Regions from separate parts of the Arachis hypogaea genome. Here region 2 is linked to region 1. A link is a contact called in public Hi-C data. All regions are on one chromosome and are shown on one strand. Each heading gives the region's core, a stretch centred on a gene start, on an enhancer-like site or on the middle of the called end of the contact. The rest is flanking DNA. Distances are from core to core; before and after follow the strand shown.

Region 1 (5,420 bases), core at 1,302-3,801:
ATGACAATGAAAGACTCTTCTAAACCGAGCAGCGGCCGCATAGTTCATGGAACTCAGCCTCTTGCTAGTGGTTGATCTTCTGTGCTCTAAAGCTGCAGAGTCGTATGCTATGTGTTCTGATGAAGACAAAGCACTCATCGCCGTCGCGCTTCCCTCATCAGAACTAGCATCCCATTCATTATTCTCAACTCCTGTAAACAGAAAGATTTGAGTGTCCGAGATTCGGAAAGAAGTACCAGGGCTGCTTCCATTCCCCTGCTGCTGCATTTTCAAGTGTGAAGCTATGGCTTTTCTTGAACTATAGCCTCTAAAACCAAACATTCCCCCAGCTGCAATCAATTTTCGGATTAGTACTTTCGATGCTGTCGAATTCGGGTTTTGCTTTAGGTAATCAAGTGGAGTCATTCCATTAACATCGCAGGCATTGACATTGATTGATGGAGATGTCATCAAGAGTTGGACAAGATCAATGCGAATGTTTCCAATGGTGGCAAGGTGAAGAGCTGTTCTTCCATCAGTGTTCCTAACATTGATGATCTCATCTGTGTGAAACTTCTTCCCTCTCAGTAACTCCCTTAGAAGCTCAACCTGTCGGTCCAGTCTTCGAAACGCATGTGACTGGAAACCGGAGACGGCCTTGTGGAGAAAGGTTTCTCCTGAATTGTTTCTAAGAGAGATTAATGATGGAGATGCAGAGACTAGAGCTTCAACTGAAGGTAGTTGGCCTCTGTATGAAGCCACATGTAATGCAGTGTTGCCTTGATGGTCTGTGGAGTTGATAATTTCAAAGGATGATGATGTGAGATATTTGATTACCTGCATGGGTGAAAACAAGGCTATATAATTGAATTCAGAAAGTCAATGTAATATTAAAAAACAAAACAATTCGGTTTGTGAGTTAGTGTTTTGAAATGAAAAGAAAGCAAGGAAACACTTGAGTAAAGTAGAGTTCCTTTTAATCTTCACATGTCCTTTCTTTCCTTCCTTTTCTCTTCCCTCTAACCTCACTCAATTGACACACACCTTTTAGTTGCTATCGTTATTTAACCATGCAGGAAGGAACAAGCACTCTATTCAGACATTATGTTCTTCCATTTGTGAATAAAACTACTAAAAGTATTTAAATAGCACCAAAAATCTCTGTTAAAAGCAATATGAGAAAGAATAAAGAAAAGTATACAAATGCAGTAGAGAACCCATTTATATTAGTCCATAAAAATGGAGCACAAGAAATTAAAAAGGGAGTGAAGAATTAAAATTATCTCTCAAATATATATTATAGAAAAATTAAATTTGTATAGTACCTTTAAAAGGTCTAATTCATTTGATATATTTATCTAAAAATTGACATTTTTCCCAACAAGATGATTCTTTTTTTAAAAAGTCTTGTTAAAAAAAAGAGTAAAATGAGTAGAAGCTAACCTCAACTTGGCCTCTAGCTGCAGCCGAATGCAAGACAGTAGATCCCTGAGCATCTCTATAAGCCAAAAGATCAGAAGAATTTGCAAGAAGGTCCTCCAAAATGACTAAATTACCAGCTCTAGCAGCAGCATGAACACCCCTATTTGTCATCTCCCACCTATAAACAGACGGAACCATCTCCTCCTCCAGACTACCACGTTGTTTTCCGGTAACCGCAAAATCAAACAGCAGCCGGAAAACCTCACTATTCTTGCTCCTGGCAGCAGCATACAACACATCAGTGACGTCATACTCGCCTTCTCCAAAAGCCAGCAGACGGTTCCTCTCCAGAAGCTTCCGAACGAATTCCAAGTCCCCTGCTGATGCAGCAGTGTACATGAGCCACCCGCCGTACCCGGAGCGGATCAGAGAATCGTTTTTCTTCTTTCCTTTCTTCGATTCGCACTCTTCGTGAAGCTTCCGGGCTACGTAAGAGCGACACTTGGCGACGTCATGGAACTGGTCTCCGCCGTCGTCATCCCATACTAGTTCGAGGCGGCGGATACGGCGGAGCGAGGTGAGCTTGAAGAGGTGGTTGCTATCGATTCGAAGAAGCTCGCGAACCAAGTCGTAGTGGCCGTTAGCAGCAGCAAAGTCTATTGGCGATGCGAACCACCATTGGTCCCCTGTGCTTTCCCAGCGAAGAGGGAAATATGTTGGAGGCATTGGAAGACTTTTTGTTCCTTCCTAGTTGAAATTGCTCAAATCAGATGGTCATTAAAGAAAGAACGACGAATATAGTAGCAACGAGACCATATAATATAACTTAGTTGCCATGGTTAATTAAAAGGATATACGAGGGTTTGTAATAATCAGAATTTTTAATTACAAATATCAAGAAAGGAAACAGCCATAATTACACTCACTTGGTAATGTGGTGGGAACTGGGAAGTGTTCAAAACACTTCAAGGAAAAGCTAAATGGACACTGCAGAAGGTGGCTGATCACACAGCAAAGGAGGATATTTTCTGAATCATTTTGTTCATCTCGGAATCTGAAGGGAAGATAAAGGCTGATTAACACAATTGAAGAAACAACTAGATAGTAAGGGTGCTTAGGACTTGATGATTTGTTATGGAGTACCTCCTTTCCTCAGGGAAAAAATAAATTGATAAATAAAGCTAACCAACATTTTTCCAATCCACTAAAATTAGCCATTAAAATTAATTATTATGTATTGGTATATAAATAAGTTTAGTTTTAATATATATTTTATATTTTAATATGTATTTTATATTAGTAATTAATTTTAGTAGTTAATTTTAATATACACATTTTTAATCAATTAAAATTAATTTAGTAGTTAATTTATTAATCTGTTTAAGTAAATTTTGAGATTTAAATTCTATCTTACTTTTGTATATATAGTAATCTATTAATCAATAACAAATTTTTAAATAAAATTCACATATTAATTCTTAACCTGTTAAGTTATGGAGATACCGAAAAAGAAAAAAAAAAACTAACTCAATTCTTTCACTAATGTTAGTCTCCATCATTTTCCAAAAAATAAACTAGCACATACATATATTGTGTGGTATAATGCCACTTTAAAAAGTTGCCTATAATGTGTCCGTCGTCTTTATGGTGTGGTGTCTTTATCACTTTCTGGACTTCATAGGTTGCAGCGTTATCAACGCCATGAGTTTTTGTCTAGTGAATAGTGATAAACACTTGCTGATTCTAACGAAAACTAACCCTAAAACAATCATTCAGCTATTGATTGGCTGGTTGCATAAATGATAGTAGGACACTGAACTAAAATGCGTAACTATATAACAGCTAAGAGTCTAAGACCAAGACAGATTTTAGTTAAGTGGAGAGACAGAGTTAAGTGATCGATTGCTTTTTCTTCACATTTGCAGGGAGCAAAACTGCTTGCATTGTACAGTTTTGTATGACAACTAACCAGGAAAGCTTTAAACATGATTTTTGGCCAAAAAGCACTTTTATTACTAGCTTTTTGCCCAAAATATGACTATGATATCATAATCCCAAAAGAAATAAAATCTGAGAGCTTATAATTTGAGGCGAAATTTTGAATATGATTTGGGAGGCCAAACTAAATCTCTAAAAATGAAAATAATAGATGATTTTAAAAAATATGGGACACATACAAATATAGTTAGAGATGCTTTCAAAAAATAATAAAATTTGGAGGCAAATTTTACTACTTTTTTATTATTTGCAAAAGGTGAATTTACTATGGGAGAATTATATTTTTAATTTATTTTAAATTTTATAAAAATAGAAGCCTTTTTTATTTCACATGTTCTTGCTGGTGGTCGAAATTCGTCATCCGAATTTTTTCACTAATGTTATATTTGAGAAAAGAGAAAGTATAAGAAACTAACTCTAAATATAATCAAGTAGAGCTAACTTTTTAAAAAATCAAGTGGAGGTAAAAAAATATGCATCTTCCCACTCCAGCCCTTCACGTCGCAATCTTTCTCTCCAACTTCTCTCACCGCGATGTTGCGCCCTCCCCCTCCAACCTTTCTCGTCACTCCTAGTCTATCTATTGTCACAGCACCTCCCCTTCCTGACTCTTGCCAATCCTTCGCGTCGCGATTCGCCCCCTCTCCCCCAACCCTTCTCACCGCGAAGCCTCTTCATCCATTTTCTCTCGTCCCGTCATGCTGCCATCCAGTGGAAGTCCTCTTGCCGTGACAGACGACGTTCATTTTGTAAAATTTGGATGATTCTTTTTGTTTTGGATGTTTCTTTCTCCTAAATTTTATATTTGCCTTTTTTATATATTTTGGATGTTTTTATAAGTGTCTCCTTTTTAGGTTTTTGATAATTTTTAAATAGTTTTAGATGTTTCTTTTGTTAGTTTTCGAAAAATTTTTCATTAATTTTGAATGTCTCGTTTTATTAGTTTTGAATTTTTTAAAATAATTTTGGTTATTTCTTTTTTTGTTAGATTTTAAATTTTTTTTTTGTTACGTTTCAGACTTTCAAATATTTTTTTATTAGGTTTTGGATATTATTTTTATAATAATTTTGAATATATTTTTTATTTGGTTTTAGATATTTTTTTAGATTTTAGATGTTTCTTTTTATTTAATTTTAAATATTTTTTATGATAATTTAAATTCATATTTTTTTTATAAAAAATTAAAAAAATGTAAAATTAAGTTTTTTTTCTTCCTTATTGAAAAAATGTGTGGATTTAAATTTTTTTTATTGTTAGACTTTTTTTTCTAGTTTATATACTAATTGACTACCATCTTAATTTGATTACTTAGCAAAGTTGCTGAGAAAAATACCAAAATGCACCATTCTTTCGAATTTTTCATCAAACAGAAATCATACACAAGGAGAAACTTTTTTTAACGCGTTTTATGTAAGCGTTTTATTTTATGACATGAATACTAGAAACTATAAAGGAAATGTAAATCTTAAGAAAGAACGCCCGCGGGTTAGGCATAAATAATATGAGTAGGATGGCTCCCATTTTTTGATGCCAAAATCTAACCTAACGAAGTTCCTTTCCCATTTATCAGTAACGTTTAAAATAGGGAGAAAAAAATATATATTTCCTCCATTAAATAAATCTATGTCTATCTATCATTTATTATTTTTTCTCTTCATTCTCTCTTTTTTATTTTTTTTAAATGAATAGAAAAAATCTCTTTATGAAACCAGAAATTTATTCTATAAAATATAAAAATAAATCTCTTAAAAAGTTAAAATGATCGAGTGTGATAAAAGCCCGTGAAAGATAGTGTTATATGATTGGCTACTTTTAAAAAAGTTTCAGGATGCGTCAGTTAAGTTTCAGGATGCGTCAGTTCACTCTTTTTAAACCAATAAAATTATAAATATTTGAAGCAGTTTTTTGTAATATCAAAAACAACCCAATTTAGTGTCGGATTTGTAAATACTGAAAGTTATATTCTTTACTGGTGATTAATAAAAGATTGGAGGTTGGTTTATTTTTTTTTTTTTTGGAT
Region 2 (5,420 bases), core at 912-3,411, 100 kb before region 1:
CAAGTCAATCAAAGCCTGGGCAGAGATAAATGGCCGCCATGTGCACGTTCTCATAGATTGTGGAGCTTCGGACAACTTCATGACACCGGAGATCATCACCGAGTTGGGCTTAAGGATTGACAACACCCCTAATTTCCAGGTCAAGGTAGCGGACAGCAGCAATAAAGGGGGACAAGGAAGGCGTTTGGGTGTAACTCTCCAATTCAAGGAATTGACGATCAAGGAAGGCTTCTTCATTTTCCCAACTGACGAAGCGGAGTTTGTCTCGGGGCTGGCGTGGCTAGATAAGTTGGGAGATGTCATCACAAACTTCAAAAAGTCACGCCTTCGATTTCAGAATGGGAGAACATGGTTACTTTGTAGGGGGACTCGGAGCTTTGCTATGGAGGCATGCACCTTCAATCTGCAGTTTTGTCCATTCAAGAAAGGGGAGGAGGATTTATGGTATAGCTGTGGCCCATGACTTTGCAGGCTGCCACTATATCGCAGGTGCCGGAGGTGATACAATCGGTGTTAGCTTTTAATGCTAAGGTGTTTCAGACCTTACCAGGGTTGCCACCGCACCGTCGCCATGATCATGCAATTCCATTGAAGGAAGGAGCTTCGGCCCTGAATATAAGACCTTATCATTACCCGCACCATCAGAAATCAGTGATTGAACAAATGGTGAGAGAAATGCTGGCCTCAGGGATAATTCGGCCAAGCTCCAGCCCTTACACTAGCCCGATATTGTTGGTGAAGAAAAAGGACGGCAGCTGGAGTTTTTGTGTTGATTATAGAGCGTTAAATGGTATTACGGTGCCGGATAAATTTCCTATCCCCGTCATTGACGAGCTACTCAATGAATTGGCAGGAGCTGCAGTTTTCTCTAAGTTGGATTTAAAATCCACGTACCACAAATTCGGATGAGGGATCAAGACATCCACAAGACCGCCTTCCGCACTCATGAGGGCCATTATGAGTTTCTAGTCATGCCCTTCAGCTTGATCAACACCCCTAGCTCCTTCCAAGCCTTGATGAATGACATTCTTAAGTCTCTATTACGGAAATTCGTCTTGGTCTTTTTCGATGACATCCTCATCTATAGTCATGATATAGCAAGCCATGCCCTTCACCTCCAACAAGTTTTCCAGATCTTATTGGAGAACCAACTGGTGTTGAATGAGAAGAAATGCACGTTCGCGGTGAGCTTAGTGGAATACTTGGGTCACATTGTCTCGGCGCAAGGGGTCTCGGCTGATCCTAACAAAACCACAGCAATGCTCGAGTGGCCGGTGCCTACAGACCAGCGGGCTTTATGGGGATTCTTGTGCCTTACTAGATATTATAGGCATTTTGTGCAAGGATATGGGGTTATAGCCAAGCCGTTGATGGAGTTGACAAAGCGAAATGCATTTGAACGGAATGACAAGGCCCAAGAAGCTTTTGAGAGATTGAAGAAGCTGATGGCAGACCTACCGACTCTAGCAATTCCAGATTTCAATCAAGACTTTGTGTTGGAAACAGACGCATTGAGTGAGAGGTTGGGTGCAGTGCTGTCCCAACAGGGCAGACCAATAGCATTCCTAAGCCAAGCACTATCTCCAAGGGCCTGGCAAAAATCTGCATATGAAAGGGAGTTGATGGCCATTGTCTTCGCTGTCCAAAAGTGGCGGCATTACTTGTTGGGTCGCCATTTTATTGTTCTCACAGATCAGCAAAGTCTGAAATTCCTCACGGACCAGCAACTCATGGACCCAGCTTATTTGAAATGGACTACTAAATTATTAGGCTTGGATTTTGAGATCCGGTACTGGCCAAGCCTTGAGAATAAGGCGGCAGATGCATTGTCACGACAAATGATGTCAAGGGCAATCTCGGTACTGCATATGAACTGGGAAACGGTGCAGGAGGAGGTGGCTCACGACCAAGAGCTGCAAAAGATTGTGGTCGCCTTGTAGCAGGGTTTGGATGACTATCCGGGGTATTCCCTACATAAGGGTAGGATGTTTTATCAAGGGAGGGCAGTTTTGACTGCAGATTCTTCTCAGATCCCACTCTGGCTGAGTCCCATGATAGTGGGGTAGGAGGACATTCAGGCTTCTTTCGGACCTAGCGGCTGGCAGCAGCTGTTCATTGGCGCAGCATGAGGCAAAGGATCAGGGATTATGTTGCTGGTTGCCACGCTTGCCAGCAAAACGAGTATGCCGCGATGAAACCGGCGGGGCTGTTGCAGCCCCTACCAGTTCCGGAGAGAGTTTGGGAGCATGTTACAATGGATTTGTGGTGGGATTGCCAAAATCCAAAGTCCTGGACACTATCCTGGTAGTGGTCGATCAGTTAACTAAATACGCTCACTTCATCCGCCTAGCTCATCCATTTTCAGCCAAGGAGGTGGCACTAGCCTTTATTAAGGAGGTGGTTAAACTACACAGCTTTCTCAAGTCGATCATATCGGATAGGGATAGGGTGTTCATGAGTAAGTTTTGGTCCGAACTATTCCAAGCCACATGGACAAAATTGAAGTACAGCACGCCATTTCATCCTCAAACTGATGGCCAAACCAAAGTGGTGAATCGCTGTTTGGAGACTTATTTGCGGTGCTTTGTGGGTGGCTACCCAAAGAAATGGATGGAGAGGCTACCATGGGCTGGGTTTTGGTTTAATACCTCCTACAATGCCTCAGCCCAAACAACACCATTTCAAGCACTTTATGGGGTGCCAACACCTGTTCTTTTCCATGGAGAGACATTTCCAGCGTATGTCAAGGAGGTGGCAGCATTGACTGCAGCCAGGGATGCTGTTTTCGCGGAGCTGAAGACGCACTTGGTGCAGGCTCAGCAGCGGATGAAACAGGCAGCAGATGGGCATCGAAGGAATGTGGAGTTCAAGCTTGGCGAGTGGGTTTGTTTGAAAGTGCAACCTTATTGGATGCAGGCACTAGCATGGAGGGTCAATGAAAAGCTGAGCCCTCGTTACTATGGGCCATTTGAAGTGATTGAGAAGATAGGGGAGGTGGCATACAGGTTAGCCATGCCTCCAGGGTGCAGACTTCACCTGGTCTTCCACATTAGCAAGTTGAAAAAAGCCGTCCCGTCGTAGCAGCAGGTGCAGAGGCTTCCACCAGGGCTGGCTGAGGATGGTGAGCTGGTGATGAATCCTTCTCAGATCGTGGCATCACGTACCGCAGAGGACGGGGATTTGGAGAATTTGGTGCATTAGGTGGGCCTCTCTCATTGTGCGGACAGCTAGGAGTGAGCGGCAACATTGCGGGCTACCTTTCCGGAGTTCCACCTTGAGGACAAGGTGGTTGTCCAAGGGGGGCGTACTGATAGAGAGACGCCTACTACTAACAGGTTTGGGATGTGTTACAAAAGGAGAGGTAAGTAGCAGTTAAGTGGCAGTTTTAGGAGTTGTTAGCATGGTCCAGCTGGCTAGGTTGTTGGACTCTATTACTCACTACCTATAAATAGTTAGGTTATAGTTAATTTAGTTTTATGTCCATTTTCTGTTACGGATTCTGTTAGAAACCGGAGAGAATCCCTCTCCGAGTTGGTAGTTCCAACTGTGTAGAATCTTCTAGGGAGTGCTAATTGGCAATCCCTATGCAGCAATAAAGCTTACCCGTTCTGCTAGTGCTGGTTCTATCACATTGCTTTGACTTCTTTAACATACATATATTTTTAGAATATATTATTTGACAAAACAAAGGACAGAAATGCATTATTCAAATTATACCAACTTTTTTGCACTTGATCTACCTAGTAAAAGCTTTTAATTCAAAGGATTGACTAGAAAACTTTAGTACTTTATTAAATTGGTTTTGGCTGCATCTGTATGTTCATGGACAAGAATGGAGCAAGTTAATAGATAGGAGTCTAATACTTCTATCCAAGCTAATCACTCTGCCTCTAAAAACTTCTTTCTCGAGGTTATACTACGTTTAAACCCTTGTTTCCCTTTAAGTTGGGTAATAACCTGGATTAAAACTTTTGGGAGTAACATTTGTTAGCTGGCTCCTCTTTTAATTTAGCCTTTCCTTATCACCTAATACATAACTCTCAAAATTTTAAATAGTTGTTAATTACTAAATTTGGCTATGAAAAATAAACAAGTGGTATGATTTCCAAATTAAAGTGCAAAAGAATGCTACTTTTAATCTAGTTGTTCATCAGAAAAAAGTTTATTTATATCAATACCTGGAACCAAGCTACCATGGAGGGGGCAAACATCATCGTTGCAACAAAATGCAACAACAACAACCCATGGCGATGGTGGAATGCATCTAACTGGGTGTCACTAAAACTTTTTGACGAATCCGGACTATTGGAAGAGTCATTTTCTGAAGGGAATGTCCGATCAAAACTACCATCGAATTTGAACCTCGGCCGTTCAGACCCATTGTGGACTTGAGACAAAGAATCCAAAGTTCCATTGTTTTGTTCATGGTTACGGCAAGAAGCCATGAGGAAGCTGCACACATGTAAAGAAATTTTGAGGGTCACAATATCTGACAAATACAACAAAATAAATGAAGCCATCCAGATTATTGACAAAAGAACAGTGCATTATGAAGAGAGGAGGGTACAAAATACAGGATAAGAATCCCTCCAATAGCAGTACGAAAACAATACAGAAAAACAAAAAACAGCTATCTATAAAGCATAGCTTTCCAATCTCTCAAAATGTTTGAGAGTGCATGTCCTCAGTAAAAGATCATGAGTTACACCATGCCAAAAGTCAAGTTATAACCCATAAAGCTTGTTTGTCCAAAAGTTTGTCAATGAAAAAATGTGTGCATTACGCTCTAACCAAATACATGAAATGGTGGTGTAAGCCATCCAAGGATACTTCAAAAATACAATAACTACCATTCAAAATTCCTCATTACTTCACTTCTTCCCAAAACATTCAAGCTCACAAATCTAATTTTCCAATTAACTAAAACTGAATAAATCTCAACTTCTTCACCTGCCTGGGAATCATTTTTTTTGAGGCAAACAATTTTGATTTCCCTAATATTGCATCCAGGAAATATCACCCTCCATCATACAATAATATTACCATATATATTGTTCTTGTTATTTAATTCCCCTTATAACTTATAATAGACCCGAGGTATGACATAGATAACCTATAAAATTACTTGAGCAGATTGGGCATGGCAGAAGTGGTTAAATGGTCAAGTAATGTTGAAGATGAAATTGATGTTTATTTGACAGTTTATGGCAACTCTGAAATGATCAAAAGTAATTTACCAGTAGCCACAACAAAGAAATGCAGTTTAATGTATATACCTGCATAGCGCGTTGTGACAGAAGAAAAAATGAGAGCACAGAAGGATTAGTAGACCAAATGCTGGATGAACCAAGCATGCAAAGATCATTGCAGCAAGCACCGTTACAAGTACCGGATTTGCTCTCAAAACTCTGACCCCCTGT

Evidence for each region. Hi-C and Micro-C count contacts between places; a contact is called where the count stands out from the background.
Region 2: a contact with region 1 is called in a Hi-C map of leaf, with 2.6 times the contacts expected there. The contact joins the enhancer-like site here to the promoter of LOC112755140 in region 1. A contact is called at or near these places in 2 of 8 Hi-C or Micro-C datasets (both in leaf).

The regions. Positions count from the first base shown.
Region 1 is chr16:135,278,897-135,284,316 of arahy.Tifrunner.gnm2.J5K5, reverse strand. It overlaps LOC112755140, which reads right to left and starts at 2,551. Exons shown (of 3, transcript XM_025803052.3): 1 at 2,328-2,551; 2 at 1,423-2,148; 3 at 1-816. The coding sequence starts at 2,127.
Region 2 is chr16:135,379,037-135,384,456 of arahy.Tifrunner.gnm2.J5K5, reverse strand. It overlaps LOC112755143, which reads right to left. Exons shown (of 19, transcript XM_025803056.3): 17 at 5,277-5,416; 18 at 4,179-4,452. Among protein-coding and RNA genes, the nearest start is that of LOC112755144, 7.3 kb to the left of the region's middle. Within about 2 kb of position 2,161, at least 1 of the 3 cell types and tissues checked has open chromatin away from gene starts, as enhancers often do.